2 separate regions of the Hordeum vulgare genome follow, and region 2 is linked to region 1. The links are chromatin contacts, called in public Hi-C maps. All regions are on one chromosome and are shown on one strand. The core of a region is the stretch at or near the end of the contact, and the rest is flanking DNA. Distances in the headings are between cores, read along the strand shown.

What was found. Hi-C and Micro-C count contacts between places; a contact is called where the count stands out from the background.
Region 2: a contact with region 1 is called in a Hi-C map of seedling, with 2.7 times the contacts expected there. The contact joins the promoter of LOC123443992 here to the promoter of LOC123443990 in region 1. A contact is called at or near these places in 2 of 6 Hi-C or Micro-C datasets (leaf and seedling) and 1 of 1 datasets of contacts at active chromatin or transcription factors (embryo).

Annotation. Positions count from the first base shown.
Region 1 is chr3H:402,712,830-402,719,822 of MorexV3_pseudomolecules_assembly, reverse strand. LOC123443990 (protein trichome birefringence-like 38) reads left to right here and starts at 1,521. Exons shown (of 5, transcript XM_045120577.1): 1 at 1,521-2,108; 2 at 2,210-2,381. The coding sequence starts at 1,750.
Region 2 is chr3H:403,198,716-403,206,405 of MorexV3_pseudomolecules_assembly, reverse strand. LOC123443992 (protein trichome birefringence-like 19) reads left to right here and starts at 6,377. Exons shown (of 2, transcript XM_045120582.1): 1 at 6,377-7,172; 2 at 7,269-7,690. The coding sequence starts at 6,726.

The DNA.
Region 1 (6,993 bases), core at 272-2,771:
AAGCTTTCCCCTTTGGTGTTAAGGGAGCCAAGCTAGTTGCGGGTTCCCAAAGCAACCCCAAAGGTTTCCCGATCTGTGCAAGTGAGCTAAGCTGGGGGCTCGGCAGGACGGAGGTCACCCCCGAGCCCGCCAACGCATGATGGAGAAGGGCTTTTGCAGGTGAAGACCACCTTTGTTAGGGAGGGCCGCAGTCTTGTCCCCTTTCAAAATGGTTGTTGTGGCTACCCTCCCTACCAATTGTGTTTTCGGGGAAGAGGACCAAGGCGAGCATAAGAGAGAGGCCCGGCCTCCATGGGAGGGGATCAGCCCCCCACTATCTCAACTAGGGTAAGAATCTGCCTTTGTACTCGTCTTCCACCTCAACAAATCTATACTAGCAGGAGTAAGGTTTTACACCACAAGGTGGCCCGAATCTGGGTAAACTGTCGTGCAACCGAGTTCGCTTCCCTTAGCTAGAGCCACCGGAGGGTCGCCGTGAAGTTGAGAGGAAGAATAGGGTAGGAAGGCGAGCGCACCCCAGAGTTCGAACCTTTTTCTTGGGTCTGCGGAGCCCCGATTCCGACAGCCGACGGCTGCACATTCACTTCACGGATCTTATCACCGTCGCTCATAGAGACGACTGATGAAGAACGTCATCGCGAGAAGGAAACAACAAGGACTTGGATGATTGATGTCGTCATAGTCCAGGTTTAGGTCCGACCTCCTTTTTTCTAAATGAAAATTGTCCGGAATGTGATGAATGTACTCAAGTTTGCATGAATATTCGGTTTGCATGAGTTTCATCCACGCTATCCACATTGCCCTAGGGCTGGCTGGTAGGGCGTGTGGAGCCCCTACTTGTGCACAAGCCGCCGCTTGCAACGCACAATCGAACACGGAGGAGGCATTGGCTGCGCACGCTATCGCAGAAGAGAACGCCAGCTACGTGTCCTACACATTGTTTGGTCGTGTCGGTGAGAGCCGACAACGGGGAGGGGGGGATTCTTTTCCATCATGGACCCCACGTCCACCGGCGATGGATAGGTCGCAGACTCTGTCGAGAATGAGTAGGGCATGGGAGGCGACATGGCCTTTTGTCCTATATGGGCTCGTCCATATTCCATATTGTACTCTTCCTCGTGGACGGCGGCACTTTCACTTCACGAGCCTTATCGATGTCCCTCAGAGAGACAACCGATGAAGAATGTCGCCGTCAGAAGGAAACAAAAAGGACTTGGATGATTGACGCCCTCGTAATCCAGGTTTAGGTCCGACATTCTCTTTTTTAAATGAAAATTGTCCGGAATGTAATGAATGTATTTCGGTTTGTATAAATATTCGGTTTGCATGAATTTCATTCAGTCTATTCAAACTTAGCTTAAATTGTACGCGGATAACATTAAATTGTATGCAGATAACATTGAATGACCGACTTTTGGATGCGTATCCGGACGAACGAACATGATGTCTGGTTTGCTGGTAGCGTTCGAGAGACAGTGATTTGGGCCAATGCCCGCCCGGTCCGGTACCACCATGTCTGATTGGCAGAGCATCGTCAGGCCGATGAGAGAAGTTGGTTCCGTCGGTGCAACCCCCACCCGCAAGCGAGAGAGAGCAAGAATCTAGCCCGAGACATTGCCCGGAAAAGCTGACCGGATAAAAGGCGTAAATCTCGTCCCACACCTTATAAAGCTCACTGTCACTGACTGGTTAGCTAGCTCACTCTGCCCCGCCGTCCTCAACTCCTCACTCCATAGCGACGAGCGAGCAATGGCCCCCGAGCGGCCGGGGCACAAGCTATGCCTCTTCCTCCTCGCGGCCTTGGCGTGCTCGCTGCACGCAGGCGCCGCCGCGGAGAGCACGTCCACCCTGGCAATCCGGCACAAGCTGCCGTCGAAGCCGAGGCACGGCAACACGAGGCAGCAGCACCGACCGGGTCCGCGCGCGAACGGCGGGATGGCGTCGTGCAACATGTTCCAGGGCAGCTGGACGTACGACGACGCGCTGGCGGTGTACGACGCGGCGAGCTGCCCCTTCGTGGAGCCGGAGTTCGACTGCCAGAAGTACGGCCGCCCCGACAAGCTCTACCTCAAGTACCGGTGGCGCCCCGCCTCCTGCGAGCTCCCGAGGTATGTATGCATGCACGCACGCACGCACGCGATGCCGCGATTCAATGGAAGGTCGCTGACGAGACGGCGCATCGCTCATGGCTGGCCGCGCTGCGCACCAGGTTCGACGGGCGAGACTTGCTGAGCAGATGGAAGGGGAAGAAGATACTGTTCGTGGGGGACTCCATCAGCCTGAACCAGTGGGAGTCGCTGGTGTGCATGCTGCACGCGGCCGCGCCGGCCTCCAGGACCAGCTACAGCAGGGGCAACCCCGTGTCCACCGTCACGTTCCAGGTCCGTGCCGTCCCTGTACATTCCAGCTCAGATTTGGTGTCAGTCACTAGCGATTCCTCCCTTCTAGTCTTGTACCGCATCAGCACGCGGAAGAAAGTACTGTAGCACACACGACATTCTGGTTAGGTTAGGTTCTACTAGTAGTAGTGATAACTTGTGAAAGCATGAATCGGCCAAACTGTTTTGTTGACACTAGTAGGAGTAGTTCCCTAACGACGAGTGGTTGATAGATTATGCACAGCCGCACGCACTTTCGAAAAGGGACGTGCTTTGTGATGGCCTTTTGGTGCCCCAGCCGCTGGCTTCGGGGCACCACCGGCGGAACAGCGTGTTTGTGTCCTCTCCCAAGCCAAGACCCAAGGGATGGAAGTAGAAAGTAGCTCCCCGCCGTCCGCGTAGCCAAACCCACAAAGCTCTCGTGGGGGGTGTTGGGGCGGGGGTTGTGGGTGTGGGAACCAGGCGCCATGGGCGACAGCGCAGAGGGGCACCACTTGTCCCTATCCGCCACCATCTCGCGTTCCACTTCTTTCTTTGGTGTTTTGCTGATTGGTAGCATCGTCCCGTGATCCACTGAAACAAACCAGGGTCAAACTCTTTGCTCCTCCAGATGCAAGACAATCTTCTTTTTTCTATAGACCCCAGATTCCATTTGGGAGAGACTTGGCACATGAGAATTTCTTGGCTCCACCAGATCGGTATTTTCTGGGTGTTAAATCTGGCTTGTAGGCGCACGTGATCGATTACAGCATATTAGTACTCTCTTCGTTCCATAATGTAAGATCATTTTGACACTACAGAATACTCCCTTGATTCCATAGTGTAAGACCATTTTTGACACTACAAAATACTTCCTCCATCACATAATGTAAGATCATTTTTGACACTATAAAGTACTCGCTCCATTTCATAATGTAAGACCATATTTGACACTATAAAATATTCCCTTCATCACATAATACATAATGTAAGATCATTTTTGACACTACAAAGTACTTCCTCCATCCCATAATGTATGACCATTCTTGACACTACATTAACGTAAAAGATGATTTTACATTATAAGACAGGGGGAGTACTTCTTTAGCTTGTTTGCTGGTTGAAATAAAAAACGAACACCAAAGACAAGTCGTTGGCCATGCGGTTCTCCAAAGATCACATACGCACATTAACAACCTCAAGGATGCGGGTGTGAACACAATATTATCCCACACGAGATCTAACACTGGTCGAAGAAAGAACCACATTCATAAGATTAGCATAACAATGGATGGATCACCGACATGATGAAAAAGGAGACTGTGGTCCATTGTCATTTCTCCGAGACCATTTAGAGGAGGCCATGCCATTTGCTAACCCGATCCTAAGGGGAATTGATGACTACATCCTTGAGCGTGAGATGTTTCATGCGATATCATATATGCCTTCCAAGAAGACGTCGGGTCCTGATGGCTTCACGTGAGTGTTCTTCAAAGTGAAAGTGTGTTGGGGCATCATTCGACAAGAGGTGACGCAAGTAATCCATAAGTTTCCACATCCGAATAGCGAAAGATTTCATTGGTTTAACTCCATGAACGATGCCTTGTTGTCAAATAAACAAGGGGTTGCGGAAATCGTGAACTATCATCTATTTAGTTCTATTCACGCCATTGATCATAGCTAAGGTCCTTGCTCTCTAACTTTCCCGTATATGAATGATCTTGCATGTTAGAATTAATGGGCTTGATCCATGAGCATGTACTTTTTTGAAAACTCCTAAATAAATCCCAAAGGCCCATGTATAAATGCCAGGAAGAGGAGTGCAATCTTTAGTCTCATACAATTAGTGAAGGTAGTGTGAAACCAACTTATATAGTGGAGTCTCCTCGCTCCACTTAGTGATTGGTATGTATGAGGAGAGCAAGAGAACCTGACACGGGGTCGAGCCATGATGAAGGGCGTGGGTGTATGAGGAGAGCAAGAGAACCCGACACGGGATCGAGCCATGGTGAAGGGCGTGGGTGTACGACATTCACATGAATAGTCCACTGAGATCTAGTATGTGGCCTTACATGAGCGCAATTTTCTTTTGTTGTTTTATTTTTTGGTTTCTTGGCCGGTAGTTTGGATTGTTATCGTGACATGAGATCGCATGACACACCAAAATCGGGTTAGGGTTTCTTGCCCCATCTTGCTATCTGCGTCGTCACTCTACTCCACCCTGAATGCAAGTTAACTAGCGAGCGAGAGATCATGTCTCGGTAACCTCTCACTCTTGTGATCTTGCACGGAGAGATAGAGAACTAGCTTTCCATGCTCTCACTTGTTGTTAAAAAATCCACTTTAGTACTCGCATGCCGGAGATAATCTCTCATGAAGATGGGAGGAAGTTCCAGGAAGTCAATACTATCTTTGTGGGATGCATTTGGTGTGTTCTTGTTGACCGTCTGCATGATGTGTGCATGCACATACAATGGAAGCACTTGTGGGATACACTGAATGCTAATGTCGGTGCAACAGATTCAGTCAGTGAACTGTACATCATGTAGACCTTCCATGACTACAAGATGATGAATAATTGGTCTGTAGTTGAACAAGCTCATGAGGTACGGTGCACAAGGAACTTGGACTCCTTAAATGTATCTTACCTCACAAGTATATGGTTGGGTGCATGATTAGGAAGTTTCCTCCTTCGCGGAAGAGTTTCGACACTACTCTAAAGGATAAGAGATAGTGGATATGAGTTGAAAATCTGATAGTGTCTTTTGATGTTGAAGAAAACGCTCAGGCCAAAGACACTAACGAGAAAGGGGGCGAGAGCCAATCTCGCGTCAATATGATGTAGAGAAACTCATAGAATGTGAATAAAGGAAAGAACGAGCCTACCATCAACAAGCTTGTCAGGACTACTACCTTCAAGAAGAAGAAGGAGAACAAAATTGAGCTAAATTACTTTACCTGTGGGAAGCCTAACCACTTTTTCAAGCAAAGCCTAGAACATGCAGACCACGGACGGAAAACAGGTTCCAAGGTTGTCAACGTCGTGACCACTAGTAGTACTAATGGTGTCGATGTCAAATCTGAAAGACCATATTACCCACGTTCAGGTTCAAGCCCTCTCTCTAGGGGTACACCCTACTCCTACTCATGTTGTATTGGATTGAAGGGGTGTACATGGTATAAAGATGATCTCTAGTATGATAGGTATATTGTGGGTTTGATTGTAAGGTGCCCTAGCGGCTAGACATGCCTTGGCTTATAAAGGATATCGAGGCCTAGGGTTACATGAATCATAGTCGTCAAAGGCGATTGGAGAGTCCTAATATATCCGATCTTCTTGCCTTGGTCGTCAAGATGTCGTTTCCTTCCTTCTAGAGGGCCCGCATGACGGATTAATGGTTGGGATTGCGCTGCGGCCTAAGGGGCCTCGGGCTGGCCTGGTGGGCCAACTTCCGATCGCATGAGGCACCCTTGGCCCGTTACGCCGTCAGTAACCCTTGGAATTAGTCCTTTGAGCTCGGTTGCTTCCTGGTTGAGGTCGAACTGTGCATGTTGTCTTGTGAAAAGCGATGGCGAGGTCTTGACGAGTTCCTAAACTTTGAACATGATGTCGCCGGCAACCTCTTCGTGAAGTCGAGGAATAACGCCGTTCATCGGGCTTCAAAGCAAGAATGGTAAATATGAAGTGTTTGTGTTTCGAGGTTTGTGCATATTGTATAGTGTAAATCACGAATAGGGTGTTTTGGTGACGAACTTCATGAAGCCTTTTCTTTTTGAAAAATTCAAAATTCAAACCTTTTGACTTTAAAAAAAATATGGAAAAAATATGCAACTACAAGGATGAAATGTATTTGTGTGTAAATATTCAGGATGGAATACCTTTAAATGCGACATGTACGAAAAAGACAAATTTCTGAACTTTGAGGATGAATAGTATCTTGTGTTAAAAAGCGAATTTCAACGTATTTCGTCCTAAAAATTTACACATATGTATGTTCTGCCTCCATGTATATCTTTTTTTGTTTCATGTATTTTTGAATTGTAAAATATGTATTTGGATGAATTTTGTGTTTTTCAAAAACCAGCTCCAAAAATCATTTTTGGTAAATCACAGAGTAAAAAAATGTTAATTCATTTGGACGCAAATAAGTTTTAATAACGAATGTACAAAAATTCTAAAAAAATGTATTTTAGTTCATGCATTTGTGCATTGTAAAGCATAAAGTAAAAAATTTAAACCGTCAATTCATTTAGAAAAAAGTTTGTATAATTAAATTTGAAAGATTCCAGAACAACGGTGAAGCGCTTGTGTCATGAGGTTTGTGCATTATGTTTAAACTCAATCATGGAATCCTCTAAACTGTACATACGGCAGAGTCCGGTGATTGAAGATGATGCCCAACGGCCGGTAATGCTTGGATTTGCCATATATGTACCATCGGATTGGCCAATGCTCAACATTCAAAGTAATTGACACCGCAGTCATGCCGTTTGATGGAAAAGATGGTCCAGTGCATTAAAACACCTATATGTTTGGTGCCGATTCTTCCCACTAGACGGCAATTAGCACTGCAGATGGTACTACTAGCAATAATCTCACCCCAGCTTGGCAAGATGTCCTAGCCTTGTGTTTTTT
Region 2 (7,690 bases), core at 5,128-7,627, 480 kb before region 1:
CAAATTAGAGTCCAAAACAAGGGCAAAAGAGTTCAGAAAAGTAGATACGACGAAGACGTATCAACAACCTCTGTGAACTCGTTGGGAGCAAAGTTATTTGTTGTGTGTGCAGGTCCACATCTTCTACTAGCGCCAGAGCAGCACACACCTACTTGTTGATCCTCGGAGTCCTCCTGGTTCGATAAACCTTATAGTCCCCGTGTTAGAGAAATCTGCTGCTGACTACATCTCCACCTTCCACTCGGGATAACCAACGAGGGGCGAGAACTATATCCATCAACTCGTCATCAAGCAAATTTCTGGCGCCGTTGCCGGGGACTCCAGTCTTCAAGATAGGGGAGTCGAACACTATCTTTTACCTTTGCTTTTAGTCTTGTTAGTTTGCTTTCTTTTTTTTTGATTTAGAGTCTTATACAAAAAACCACAAATAAATTAGTTGCTTTGTTCTTACTTGTTACTGTTGCTATGGGTTTCACTAAGAACACCAAGTTGTGTGACTTCACTAGTCACAACAACAATGACTTTATCTGCACTCCTATTGTTGTTCCCGCCACTGAGGCGACCTCCTATGAGATTAAACCTGCTTTACTGAACCTTGTTATGAAAGATCAATTTTCCGGTGCTGGAGACGATGCTGCTTTGCACTTGAATAATTTTGTTGAGCTTTGTGATATGCAAAAATATAAAGCAGTAGATCGTGATATTGTTAAACTTAAGTTTTTTCCTTTCTCCTTGAGAGGAGGAGCTAAAGTGTGGCTTCAATCTTTGCCTAGGAATAACATAGATTCTTGGAATAAGTGCAAAGATGTTTTTATTGGGAAGTATTACCCGCCTGCTAAGATTATCCAGTTAAGAAGTAACATTATGAATTTAGGCAGCTGGCGCGACGCCCTCGATTTAATCGTATGCTAATCATACACGCAAATGCGTACGATCAAACTCAAGGAATTACGGGAAGATATCACAACACAACTCTAGACACAAATAAAACAATACAAGCTTCATATTACAAGTCAGGGGCCTCGAGGGCAAGAATATAGAAGCTCGAGAAACACACGAGTTAGCGGAAGCAAAAAAATATCTCAGTACAGACATTAAACATGGGGTGCCTTAGAGAAGGCTAGCACAAAAGAAACACGATCGAACGAGGCGAGGCCTCCTGCCTCGGAACCTCCTAAACTACTCATGGTCTTTAGCGGCCTTCATGAAGTCACCATCGGGGTGGCAGACATCGACAGGAAACTCCATCTCCTGGGCTCCATCATCTGGTCGCAGCAACGGATCAAGGGGGCAAAGGGGGAGCAAAGAAACGGTGAGTACTCATCCAAAGTACTCGCAAGACTTACATCAGAACTATGCTAAGTATGCATCGGTATCAAAGAAGGGGGGGGTTATATGTGGACTGACTACAGCAATGCAAGAATAGAGAGAGAAGTCCTAGTCCTATCGAAGACTAGCATCTTCAGGGTCTTGCAGCAATAGACGAGAGTAGAACAGGTAACACAAGTAATAGTCATATTGTTGCAACAATATTAATATGAGGTCACGCCGAGAGATCCTCCCTCGACTCCGTGCGAGGAAGCAATCCCAGAGCAACTATTCGAGTTAAGTAACAGTTGTAGTTGTATAAGATCAGGGCACAACTCCAAGTCGTCCTGTAACCGTGGACATGGCTATTCGAATAGTTAATTTTCATCCTTGCACGGGTGCACCAAGTTTCCCGTCATGCTCGATAACACTCTGGCCGGACACACTTTTCTGGGGCATGCCCGGCCTCGGAATATCGACACGTCGCAGCCCCACCTAAGCTCAACACACAGGCCAGCCCGCCGGTCTAACTCCTAAGCACAAAGGGTTCGTGGGCCCACTTGCCCTCCGCGCTCCTGCACGATGCGAGGGCGGCCGATGTCGGTCCTAGCACCCCTTAATACAAGAGCGATGCATCTCGGGACCACTCAGGCACGTGCCGCTACATCGCTGACGTCTCAAGAGCTTCGGCTGATACCGTGACGTCGAGTACCCATAATTCTTCCCGCGTAGCCGGTTAGTGCGAAAAGGTCTCCGACCAACCCAGATCAAATACCCAAATCCATTATCATTTTAATTAAGTCATCGACACAAACACGCGGGAATCCACCCGCCTAACATCTATTCATCAACGATCCCAGTAACATGGTCAAGTAACTGTGTGGCTGTAACATCAGGGGGATCCGAGGCATCACCCTCATTGCATTCCGAACGATGTAACCGTCAAGGTGGACTTAGAGGAATCACCCTCGAGGGTCCCACAATTGACGAGTTGCACGACAGAGGCATCGTCGGGAATGGTGAAAGAGGAATCATCCTCGATAACCACGACCGACTAGATGTATTACAGAGATATCATTAGGAGTACTTCGCGAGGTGTCACCCTCGGTACCCGATAGTATCTGTGTAGCGTAGCACAACTAAGGGGGGTGTAAGTGATGTGCCGGGTCTGGCTCGTCGATCAGGGACCGATACTTGAAGACAGTGCGGGGCAACTGGACTAGGGGTCAGAGGGGATGACTGCTCCACCTATACTAAGCAGATTAAAAGTACAGTACTGAAAGTAGCAGTTCATCAAAAATTAGGCCTTGCATCAGATATAGGAGCTAACTACAACATTAACAAAATTCTAATGCAAGCAGGAAGAAGAAAGACATAGGTGATATAGGGATGATCAAGGGGGTTTGCTTGCCTTGTTGCTCTGCGGCAAAGGGCTGGTCGTCAGGGGCGTAGATGTACCCGGCAGCAGCGTCAGTCTCGGGGTCTACCGGAAAAGAAGTAGCGTAGGGGAAACACAATAAATAACAGCACAAACAAAAGCATCACAAAGCAAGACGTGGCTTAAAGGCAGCGCTAGGCATGAACTAACGCACCAACACATGTCGCACACGGGTCAGAAGAATATCTGACGATATTTTCCAGGTTTGTGGCTACTACGGGACAGATGAAAAATGATGGAAATGTTCCATGTTTGTCATGCTAGGGACGCGTGACAAACGAATGGACCGCGTATCCTGGTTCGTCTCGTTGTGCTGATTAACTTTCATGTTGAAAATATTTTGATCTGACTTACTGCTTATTTAATATTAATTTCTAAAGTTTTATTCAATTATTAGGAATTAAAAACAGATTTAATTAATTATTAAATACTATTATGACATCAACAAGATGTCATGCTCACATCAACAGTTGAATGGTCAAACTGACCAGTGGGTCCCATGTGTCATAGACACAATTTTTTAATTAGGTTTAATTTATTAATTAATCAGATTAATTTATTGGGGGACCTAGGTGTCATATTCTAATAGGATAATTTAGTTATCCTAATTAACATATTATCTAATTAATCATTTTACCCATAATCATTATTACTAATACTTAATTATCTAATTAATTACTTATTTATTTTATTAATAAAAAATATACATATTTTATATTTGTTTCTATTATTTATTTTTAACATTTTTATAGGGGAAGTTTCGTGGTCCCCTTGCTAGTGGGAGTGGGGGGTTGACCCCACATGGAAGTGAGCCAACGGTCTCACCACAACACAACACACACATATACATAATATATTTTCTTTCTTCTACATACATGCATGCATACACAATACATACACACATACATATATGATACATACATGATACGTACATACATAATACATACATACATGCATCTAATATATCCATTTTCTTTTGTGTTTTCTTTTTTCGTTCATTCATATCCTATCTCTCTGCTCAAACTCTCTCTCTCAACGGGCTTCCTCAAATGCCTGAGGTCTTCATGATCAAGCAAGTTGGATGCACATTCCACTTAACTTCAGCGAAGCTTTCATACACTTATAACTCTTGTGCATCGTTTGCATGTCAATCCCTACTCCTCGCATTGATATATATTGACGGCCATCTCCATAGCTCGTTGGTACGCCTAGTTAACGTGAGACTATCTTCTCCACTTTTATCCCTTTGAAACCTACCATCGTATTCTATTCCACCTTTATGCTATGTTCAATGGTTCACGCTCATCTATTGCGTGAAGAATAAAAAGTTGATGCACATTAAAAAAGTACAAATCCAATTGCGTGACTTGGACACCGTGGTGCTTGACATTTGTATTAATGTGGTGAAGATGGAGCCATGGCTTGCTAATATAATAAAGATGGATTATGGGGAAAACAATCTTTAAGGATCGTATAATTTGAAAAATTAATGATTTGCTACTTATACCTATAAGTATTGTTGTGTTAATGTTTATTAATTCATCGTTTCTCAATAAGCATACATGCATAAGGTTACATCATTGTTAGCATGTCACATCAAAATTTCTGTTTTTATCATTTACCTACTCGAGGATGAGCAGAAATTAAGCTTTGGTGATGCTTTATACGTCTTCAACGTATCTATAATTTTTCATTGTTCCATGTTGACATATTATCATTCTAGAATACTTGTGGGGTGTTTGTTTACCAATTTATGTTATATTTGAGCACTAACCTATTGAACTAGTGCGAGTAGTTGTTTTCTGGGTGTTTTTCACTTTTGAGATTTTCCATACTAAACGAAGTCCAATTGCCCCGAAACTTTTTGGTGGTTCCTCTCTCTTTGATCTTCAATACAATGATCTTCACATCTTTGCTTTGATCCATATGATGTAATTCCTTTTGTGCGTTGCGTTTGTTGGGATTCCATGAATTCTGGGTTTATGTTCAGATTATTCATGATAAATATTTGAGTCTTCTCTGCATGCTTATATGATTCTTATGTGCTTGATTATGATATCTTCGTAATTCTGTGTGATATATTGAAATAGTTTGGCCAAGTAGATCAATATTTCTTCGGTAAGAGAGGTGCGACGTAGTAGGTTCAACGTGACGAATTTCTATGTCCCAGTGACAGAAAGGGGCAAGATGCGTCTTTGTGTTGCTGCTATTAAGAATAAAATGATGTGGTTTATTCATATTGCTCGATTTACTTTGTCTACATCATGTCATTGTTATTCATGCATTACTCTGTTTTACTTAATACTCTAGATGCATGCTGGATAGCGGTCGATGAGTGGAGTAACAGTAATAGGTGCACGCAGGAGTAACCCTATCTGTTTGTGGATGTGATGCATATATACACATGATCATTGCCGCGAATATTGCATAACTCTCCGCTTTTCTGTCAATTGCCCAACAGTAACTTGTTTACACACCGTGTGCTATTTTTATGAGAGATGCCATTAGAGAAAGCTATGGCCCCGGGGTCTATGCACAACATATTGATAAAATCTTTATTACCTTATTGTCATTTACTTGTTTTTATTTTATATTGATATCTATAATTATCTACACCTCACTTGCTTGCAAATAACAAGACAAAGAGGGTTGACAACACTCTTGCCCGCGTTGAATGCAAGTTTTTTTTTGCAGTCGTTGAAGACGGTTGTGGTTGATATTTATGTTGGTTCGATAAACCTTGGTTTCATAACTGCGAAAAATACTTACCCACATTGTGTTGCGATAACCCGTTCCTCTTCACGGAAAACCAAAATCAGATCACGAGTATCACGGCCCTACGACATCGATCAGACTCGCAACGTCGGAAATCCATTGCGTCCGCACAGTCGGTTCATTAGTTTGGTGTCGCTGCCTCACCGAAAGCGTTGTGGTCCGTGTGACATCTGGACGATGTGACGGACGCGCAACCCCTTTGTTGGCACGTCAGCAGACGCAAACATGGCGTGTAGGCAGCGGGCGCATGAGGCAATGGAGGCCCTCGCGACGACGGATGTTAGAGAGTCGGAGTGAACGTATGGTGAACCAGTATGGGCGCCGCAACCGCGTCGTGGTGGACATCCGCTCCTCTCAGGAGGGATCCGTCATCGATCTCACTTCCGCCAACACCGTCCGGGTACGGGCTACAACGAAGAAAAGTAGAGCATGAAAGACGGTGAGAGGTCGACTCCCTCGACTCCCATGTCCTATTCTATCTCGCCGGCGATCGAACCGACACTACGAGGATCGCGACCAACCAACACGCATGAGCATGATGAAACCGGGCGAGTTCAGCTTATCAATACGTATTTGAGGTGTCTCGCAAAAAAAAATACGTATTTGAGGTATCTGATTATATAATGTATTATTTAAACCTTGTTGATTAGTTTTTGTGGACGAATACAGTTATAAATACTCTTCCATACAAATATATTTGGCTCAAACAAATAAATCGTGCGGTTGAAGTTGTTCTTGGTTTGTGCGGACGCGTGTGGGTGTCCGAGTTCGGCTATAGATAAATCTCGCATACGAGTACATTGCGAGCTGATTATTAAATATGGAAAAAGACAGACATGTTCCTCGGCGAGCCCACCTGTCAATATTGAAATGAACCGCGCACCTACTCTCTTCTCCTCCTCCGCGTCCACCGCCTTCAAGAAGCGGCACCTCTGCCTCACAGACAGGGTGCGCAAAGCAAGCACCGCCGGGCAAAGGCAAAAAAGAGCCATCCATCCATCCATCATCCCCTTCCTCGTGCGCTGCCTCTTCTTCTCCTTCGTGCAGTACCAAGCTAAGCTAGGCAGATATCCATGGTCTTTCCTCTTCTTGCTTGCCAATTGCTGCAAGCTGCTGTAAGTAGATAATAGGTGTACACGTAGTAGCTAGCTAAGAGCCTAAGACAGGCAGCGAGAGCGGGGGAGAAGGAGGGAGGGAGGGGGAGATGAAGCTCCATTTCTTGGTGAAGGTCCTGTTCGGGCCTGTGCCGGTCTACTTCTCGGCGCTGGCCATCCTCATCCTGCTGACCAACGCGCAGTACTTCGGTCTGACCGGCGTGAGCGTGCCGCGCGCCACCAAGCTGGCGTCGTCCGCGCCGGTGGTGAGCGTGATGAAGTACTGCGACATCTTCCGCGGCGAGTGGGTGCCCGACGCGGAGGCGCCCTACTACACCCACAAGACGTGCGGCATGATCCAGGAGCACCAGAACTGCCTCAAGTACGGCCGCCCCGACCTCGGCTTCCTCAAGTGGCGCTGGAGGCCTTCCGGCTGCGAGCTGCCGCGCTTCGACCCCGTCCAGTTCCTCCACTTCGTCCGCCACAAGTCCCTCGCCTTCGTCGGCGACTCCCTTGCCCGCAACCACATGCAGTCCCTCCTCTGCCTCCTCTCACAGGTACATTTTCATTCTCAAGAACATCCTTTGAGGCTGCCATGCCATGTTTTTTGCGCATTCGCCTGAGACCTGAGGAGTGTGACCTTCGAAGTGCAGGTGGCGTATCCCAAGGACGTCTCGGCGAACCCGACGGACCAGAACAAGGTGTACCACTACCGGGCGTACAACTTCACCATCAACATGTTCTGGTCGCCGTTCCTGGTGCGGGCGCGGGAGCCGGAGCAGGACGACCCGGCGCACACGGGGCACTACAGCCTCTACCTTGACGAGCCGGACGACAAGTGGGTGTCGCAGGTGCCGCGGTTCGACTACGTGCTTGTGTCGGCGGCCAACTGGTTCTCCCGCCCCTCCCTCTTCTACGAGAAGCGGCGGCTGATCGGGTGCAGCTTCTGCAGCCGGCAGTACGGCGTGCCGGACCTGACGCTCTACTACTCGCAGCGCAAGGCGTGGCGGGTGGCGCTGCAGGCCATCAACGCCCTGGACAAGGTGAAGGGGCGGGTGATCGTGCGGATGCTGTC